Regions from separate parts of the Zea mays genome. Here region 1 is linked to region 2. The links are chromatin contacts, called in public Hi-C maps. All regions are on one chromosome and are shown on one strand. The core of a region is the stretch at or near the end of the contact, and the rest is flanking DNA. Distances in the headings are between cores, read along the strand shown. Region 1 holds the start of LOC103651303 (phosphoethanolamine N-methyltransferase 1-like). Region 2 holds the start of LOC103651302 (ABC transporter B family member 5).

Region 1 (4,078 bases), core at 547-3,046, 320 kb before region 2:
ATGTCTTATCCGGATAGCAGTGTGCATTTGTTGATTTTTTGTAGAAAAAAATTAATAATACACAAATAGCCTCATAAATTCATGAAAATTTATGGAGGCATACCATATGTTCATATATAATCCTCCAAAATATTTGGACCATAAAATCCAAAATATGATGCTATTTCTTTCATTTCAATTTCACTTGTTGTGTGAATTACACATGAAATCACTCTAAGTATCAAGTTCACTTTACCATTTTCATGTGGAGACTTGAGGTTATATTCTTATAAAATGTTTATTAGTTTTGGTAACTTATTTTCATTTTGATGATTTTATGCAAAATAAATTAATACACGCACATAGGCTAAAAATTCATGAATTTTACAAAAAAAAGTGACATATGTACACATATAATACAGAAAATGTTTATACTCAAGGAGTGGATACATGATTACAACATGATATGTGTGCAATGATGTCTTACACGATATCCGACAAAAAATTCGTTACCGACAATATCCGTGTCCGACTAGTTCCGTATTCGACACACAGCTATCCGTATTCGTATCCGAGAACATCCGTATTCGTATTCGTATCCGAAGCTATCCGTATTCGAATTCGAATCCGAATAAAAATATGAAAACAAATATGGTTTCAGTGATATCCGTCCGTATTCGATCCGATTACATCCCTACATGGGATGACACCAGGAGACCATGAGCATGATGGACTACGTTGGGGAAGGCTACAGAAGCGAGGGCAACGTTAGGGACGGGGCATGGGGGGTCGACACCAGTGAGGTGGCTCAGTGGCAGGGCATGCTCGGCGCGGGCGAGTCTCCACAAGCGCGTGGTCTAGCAGGGCAGTCTCAACAAGCGTGGGGTGCTTGTGCGGCGGCACATATGTGGTGGGTAGTGGTGCGGTTCGGCGTTGACTAGAGCGCGAAGACACAAAAAAACACGTGAGGAAGAAAGAACACATGAGGAAGAAAGATAAGTAGTTGTCCTATATACCTAATTTTCGACGGTCATACGCCAAAATTAAACCTTTAATTTTAGATGGCTTGCAGAAAGTCACCGAAAGTAAAATTTTTTTTCGGTGGCCACGTGTCAATTGCCGAAAATTAGATTATGTAAACGGTTTTAAAGGTGAGGGGGTGAAGTAAACCACTCTCTAAAGGTCAGAAGTCATGTAAACTTATTCTATAAAAATGGATCCAGCTTCTTTTCAACTTATACTTTTCTCGTCCTTTAGCTAAAATAAGATATAATATTTTTTTCTTATCGATTTAATATCTGATATGTTAACCATATGTTCCATATTAAATTTATTTTTTATTGGTAACAAATATGATTGTGTTGTTCCTATAAAAAGGGTTTAGCTCCTTTTGAACTCATACATTTTTTGGTCTTTTGGTTAAGATAACATATAATATTTGTTTTTATCAACTTGATATCTGATATATGAACTATATGTTCATTTAAATATTAAATTTATTTTTTTTGGAAAATAAATATGATTGTGTGCCGTCGCAACACATATGATTATACTAGTAATAGTCTATGGCACACTTTTACATGTAAATAGATAATGTATCATATATGGATATATTATAAACGCCATGCGAATACGGTGGCGGTTAAAGAAACTTTCCCGTGGAATCCGACATGGTCCGGCAATGATTGCAATAATGGAAATGGAAAAGGACGCCGGCGCAGCCGCGCAGTGCAGCATCCACTCACAGCGGGAGAGGGGACCGGTCATCACGGTTGATCGTGGCAAATATCAAAATCTCTCCCATTCCACTGCCCCTACCACAGTTCCACTGGCCTTCGCTTCGCCACGGTTCTCGCCTCCTCGCATTCTAAACATCGCCATGATTCGGTGGTTCTGAATGCATCTCCTGTAACCACCGGGCCCGGAGCTTCTCCCAAGCCCGCGTCGCCGTCGAGGGCTGTTAACCTGGCAACACTCTCACCAACCAACAAACAAACGCGCGGGGTCGCTGTAATGGCCGCCGCCGCCGCCGCTGTGAATGGTAAGCGATCGGTCCGTTGCACGCTCATTTAACGTTTGAATTGGTTTGAGATAACTGTCGAGCACATGGCGTGCAGGTTTTGTATGAGAATTGAGTCCTGGAGTTGACTGCGGGGACTGATGGTTTCTGGCTGTGTTGTTGCAGGGAGCCTAGACCGCCTAGACGTGCATGAGAGGAAGGCGCAGAAGAGCTACTGGGAGGAGCACTCTGGGGAGCTCAACCTCGAGGCCATTATGCTCGACTCCCGTGCCGCCGAACTCGACAAGGAGGAGCGCCCCGAGGTGATTTATCCCGCGACGATATTTTTCACTCGGCTTTTTTTAGTTTTAGTTCGTATGTTTGTGATTCATCAGCTTGAACATGACTACATGAGGACGTGCTAATGCTCGTGCGATCGTAGCCTTGTACGCTTCAAATTTTGATGTACCGGTGCTTCTTTTTTGTAGGTTCTGTCTTTACTTCCTTCATATGAAGGGAAATCTATACTGGAGCTGGGAGCTGGAATAGGTCGCTTTACTGGTGAACTGGCTAAAACATCTGGGCATGTTTTTGCAGTGGATTTCGTTGAAAGTGTGATTAAAAAGGTACTGAAATTTACACTCCCCCGTGATGTAAATATTTTCAGGGCTTCGTAGCTGAAATTTGATCGTTTTGTAGAATGGAAGTATAAATGATCACTATGGCAACACGTCCTTTATGTGTGCTGATGTTACATCCACGGACCTGATGATTGAAGCAAACTCCATTGATCTGATATTTTCAAACTGGTTGCTGATGTATCTTTCAGATGAGGAGGTAAGGATCAAACCGTACGTTAGAATCATAAACTGGTTCAAGGTCTATCGCTAAAGAAAAAACTTAACTGCAACTTTTCGTGTGGATAAGGTTACATTTATCATTTGACCTGAATTGGGATATGTTTGTCCCTTCCGATTTTTCTAACTGTCTCTCTTACTGTAGATTGACAAGTTGGTAGAAAGAATGGTAAAATGGTTGAAGGTCGGTGGTTATATCTTCTTTAGGGAATCTTGCTTCCATCAAACTGGAGATACAGAAAGGAAATTTAACCCAACACACTATCGAGAACCAAGGTTTTATACCAAGGTGAGAATGCACCCCCCCCCCCCCCCCCCCTATGATTTCAGTCAATTCAAATCTTTCTGTTCTTACCCACTCCACTCTTTAGTTTTCTTAGATTGAGTACCAGCTTTCTATGAATTTGCTGATAATGTCTTTTCCCATCTAGGTATTTAAAGAATGCCAAACCTTTAATCAGGATGGCACTTCCTTCAAACTTTCTTTGATTACATTCAAATGCATTGGAGCTTATGTAAACATCAAGAAAGATCAAAACCAGGTACTTCTCTGTCCTCACACCTACACATAGACTTGCGCTTTCATTCCTATGAAATAAGTGATTAACATGACTTCATTGTTTCCAGATATGTTGGCTATGGAAAAAAGTAAACTCATCAGAAGATGGGGGATTTCAAAGTTTTTTGGACAATGTGCAGTACAAAGCCACTGGAATACTACGCTATGAACGTATCTTTGGAGATGGCTACGTGAGTACTGGTGGAGCTGGTGAGAGGACACATCCCTTTTTGTCATTTTTTTGTGATATCGTATGTGCAGTGCCATTAAATGTTATTATTCATCACTATGCACCAGAGACTACAAAAGAATTTGTGGAGAAACTGAATCTTAAGCCTGGGCAGAAGGTGCTTGATGTTGGATGTGGAATTGGGGGAGGTGACTTTTATATGGCTGAGAAGTATGGTACACATGTTGTTGGTATTGACCTTTCCATTAACATGATTATGTTTGCCCTTGAGCGTTCCATTGGATGTAAGTGCTTAGTTGAGTTTGAAGTTGCTGATTGCACCACAAAGACATACCCAGACCACATGTTTGATGTCATCTACAGTCGTGACACTATCCTTCATATACAAGTATGCTTTATACATATAATGCATGTAGTCCTTTTCTTCCAAGATGATAGAGCTACATCTTGATCATATAGAATCATGGAAACTATCTTCAGTTATAGATGTACTT
Region 2 (4,107 bases), core at 50-2,549:
GAGGTAGATGAAGTCTGACGGTGAACTCACCATGGCTCTGATTACCATATAAAAGTACCGAGACACTTAGAGTGTGTTTGGTTGAGGAGTAGAAAAGAATGGAGCGGCTCAATTCTCATTTTCTAGATGTTTGGTTTCCAACAATAGAAGAACAGAATGGCTCATAGGATCTACATATAAAAATTTACCATAAATAGTTGGAATGTTCCTGCTCCACCAAAACGACTGGATGCGAGCGCTCATGTTCAACTCATATGACTCTCCAACCAAACAAAAAATTGAGCGACTCCACTCTATTATACTGTTCAACCAAACAAAAAAATGGAGCGGCTCTGTTCTGCTTGCCAAACGCAGAAAAGAACGGATCCTTTGTAAAAAAACTGGAACAGAGCCGGTCCATTCTAGTTAACTCTCCAACCAAACGCACCCTTAGAAAAATCACTGGTAGCCCAAACTTTGATCTACTTATGTTGTGTATTTATTTGTTGAATGAGCGAGGAACAACCGCTCGCGTGCGTTGGCGTACACATATTGTATGTTTGGTTGTCCACACCATCTCATCTTAGATCACCACATGCGTTGATTTTACTTGGGATTATGTTTGGTTGCTTGTATGTAGAGTCACAACCTGCATGAGTGGGCAAAATAAGTCATTTTGATGCTATTAACCTGCATCCGCTTATACGCTCAAAATTATCGTATCTGGCTGATCAGGACGACGTCAACCTGGACGCGCAGCTAGCCATCCAATCAGACTGATATAGAAGCCGATTGTTTTAGATAAATACAGTACAAATTTAAACTAGATTCTAGTCTATCTTAGAACCAAAACATCTATTGGTTACAACTTTTATCCAATGCAATATCTCTTAACTTATCTCCGACGATGCTGTTGTCGGCAATGTAGTAGCTAGCACTACGGCATCATCAGGCACTACCACCCAGCCTGTATAGTAGTAGCACGAAATCATGGAGGCTAACAATGGCAATCGGTGTCATCTTGCACAAAAATGATGATGCAAATCGGTATAAGCATGACGCGCTACAAGTGAAATAATGGCGGACGGGAGAATTCAACCGCATCCATACGTCGTGGCTCTCCGCCGGATCCTCGCCGACGACAGATACATATGCATGTTACCACCACCAACCGCCGGATCCACGGAGTCGATGAATCGATGACGAATGCATACTTTACCTTACCTACCAACCTTAGCTTCCTAGGAATTGAACTCGATCTCGTGTGACCTTGTGGGCGCTAGCCAGGCTTATATTAGCTCTTGCGTTGCGATGGCGATGGCGATGGAGCGAGCAGATCGAGCTTGCACACCCATATCCGAGCCCTTGCCGGCCTAGACGGCTAGACCAACCATCAATCGCGACCGCGCGTGTTGCCCATGCTGGATAAACATCGGAATCATCAGAGTAGGACTCGACATGACCACCGCACAAGCTAAGGTGTGTATGGTCGACCAAACGAGTGAACCAAAGGACCTCATATGAGCCGGCTTCGATATTTGACAACAAAAGGCCTGCCATATATATAGAGAGTATAGGTACAAAGAGCTGCCACAGGCGAGAGAGCAAGCAAGCACCAGTAGTGCAAACAAACAGCTAGGATCCAGCCATAGAGAGAGAAGGGATTCATGGCTGGGGGAGCGAGACACGGTAGCGAGGACGATGCCGAGACGACGACGACGAACGAGGGACGCCGCAGCAGCGACCACGCAGCCGGGGCCACGACCAACTATTCGGAGCACAAGCAGCTGGTGCCGTTCCTTGACATGCTCAAGTATGCCGACCGCACGGACGCCGCGCTTATGGCGGTCGGCACGGTGGCCGCGGTGGCCAACGGCATGACGGAGCCGCTCATGACCGTCGTCTTCGCGGCCGTCATCGAGTGCTTCGGCGCCGGAGACGACGCCACCATCCTCCACCGGGTCAGCAAGGTACGTTAATCAGTTTGTGCTTGCTCCTGCGTAAGTGCGTATAGTGTGCCCACTGCCCACATGGCCACACACACACTAGTACTATACGTACATACGTCTGTTCCATGCACGCGCGCGGCGGACCAGCTAGTGACTAGCGGCGCGGCCGCGGTGGTTACCGACGACCTACCCGCGACGGCTCACGGCGGCGTTTCGGATTGATGCTGTTTGTTTCGGGCTTATAGATTAAATCTATACTACTATATTAAGACTGTAAGGGGTAGTCTGTCTTCCCTTGTTCTGTCTTTTGTTAATCTGGACAGTCCGTCTTACGGCTGCTACCCGGACCGTCCATCCTATGGCCCCTACCCGCCCGCGTGCGTCGCCCCAGATCCCCCTTAGTCATCTCCCCCTCCGCGCGAGCCACAGCCGGCTCCTCATCGCTTGCTCTCGCTATTGCTTCGTGGGTGAGCGAGGGGCTGTCGTGCGTGTAGGTGAAGGCTTGCGGGCACTCGCGCTTGAAGAACTCCGAAACTTGGAGGTGCGTCAACCACCAAAAATTAATATTAGTGTTACAGTAATATTTTGTCATATAAATTTTGTATATCATAATAATATTTATCGGTTCATATCTATGTTTCATACCGTTTTTTCACTCTCGTGACATTTTTTTAGTGTAAGAAAAGGTAACGCTAAGTAATTTTTTTCTAAAGTTGTTATAAGTAGTAAGTCTTTTATCAAAAATAATCTTAAATAAGTATCTTTTGAGCAGATTATAGAATTATGATAATCCAATGTCTAGATTATATAATCCAATCTAATAATTTTCTATATTTATTTCTTATCTAGATTATTTAAGCTGAATTATATAATTTAAGTAGACTATAATCTAAAACAAACAGGAGTACTACCAGACAACGAAATCTATTCTGAACTCTGTAATAAACAACGACGTTTCGACAACTACGTACCAAGCACTGATGCACTACGGTCTACGGGGGCAGCAGGGGCACGCGTGACGGCGTGATTGTGGATGAAATACTGAGCTCGATCCAGTGCGATCTCTCTTTCTCTTTCTCTTTCTCCTTTAGCCTTTGTATATACAATCCAGACATGCTAATAATTCTTCCGGTGAAGTAAGCCTTACGCTGACGGCTCGTTTCCGTTTGGGAATGCCTTTTCTACCATCTTTGAGCGGACATCCTCGATAGCGCTCCTTCCACTGAGCTGATAAGTACCACGACATATTCTGAAGACGAAAGCAGCGGGGCGAGTGATAAACATACTCTACTCCCTCCATTCTAAAGTATAAAGCATATATTCTGTCCTTTCTAGATAATGTATATTTATGTCTAAATATATAAAAAAACTATGCATATAAAAAACTAAAATGCTTTATGATTTGAAACAAATGTAGTATAACAAAACGAATTCATCTTTAGCTTCGATTTCCAGACAAGAAATCTCGTATAGCGCGGTATAGGTCGTGGCGGGTGTCACTGGAATTTAGTGCAATTGTCGTTTTTTTCCGTTCCAAAATAGAACCAAAAAGGTTGCCCGAAGCCCCAAACATGATGATTTTGGTTCAACGCAATTCGAGATGCAGACGAAAAGAAACAACGAGATGTGCATAGGAAGAAAATAGATTTTTAAAGAAATTATATGTAGATTAAAATATAGGTTGATATAAGGTTTGTTCTGGCGTCTCCAGCAGCTTGCCACTGCACACCCATGGAGCTCGAGGTTTAACTATTATTTTCTAATCTCGTATTTCTATAAAAATTATTTGTCAACAGCCGATTCTGTAGGTTTAATTATAGATGTCATTGCCCATGGTCATTACAGATGCCAATAGTTGATTCTATAGGGTTATTTATAGATGTCATTGTCCATGGTCATTATAAAATAAAATGTAGCTTTTAATTTTTATAGAAAGGATAAAACATAAAAAAAATAAATATGAAGTATCTCGGCGTGTTTCCAAATGAATATTAAATAGTTTTTTTTCCCTTGGTACAACGCATAAATATATTTGCTAGTTATTACAAATATCACATTGTTTAGAGCAGGAATTTAAGTGCTTTTTAGTTCACATATTTGTAACGTGAAAGGTAACTGATAACGTTAAATCATGTTTGTTTAAGTCTAACGTAATCAGATACCACACTAAAACTGATAC

The links. A called contact is a pair of places that touch in the nucleus more often than the background predicts.
Region 1: a contact with region 2 is called in a Hi-C map of leaf, with 5 times the contacts expected there. The contact joins the promoter of LOC103651303 here to the promoter of LOC103651302 in region 2. A contact is called at or near these places in 4 of 25 Hi-C or Micro-C datasets (bundle sheath, ear, leaf and 1 more).

Annotation. Positions count from the first base shown.
Region 1 is chr3:211,674,062-211,678,139 of Zm-B73-REFERENCE-NAM-5.0, reverse strand. It overlaps LOC103651303 (phosphoethanolamine N-methyltransferase 1-like), which reads left to right and starts at 1,796. Exons shown (of 12, transcript NM_001320968.2): 1 at 1,796-2,020; 2 at 2,165-2,301; 3 at 2,467-2,604; 4 at 2,678-2,815; 5 at 2,981-3,124; 6 at 3,267-3,377; 7 at 3,463-3,604; 8 at 3,692-3,972. The coding sequence starts at 1,993.
Region 2 is chr3:211,352,793-211,356,899 of Zm-B73-REFERENCE-NAM-5.0, reverse strand. It overlaps LOC103651302 (ABC transporter B family member 5), which reads left to right and starts at 1,299. Exons shown (of 13, transcript XM_020550507.2): 1 at 1,299-1,949. The coding sequence starts at 1,647.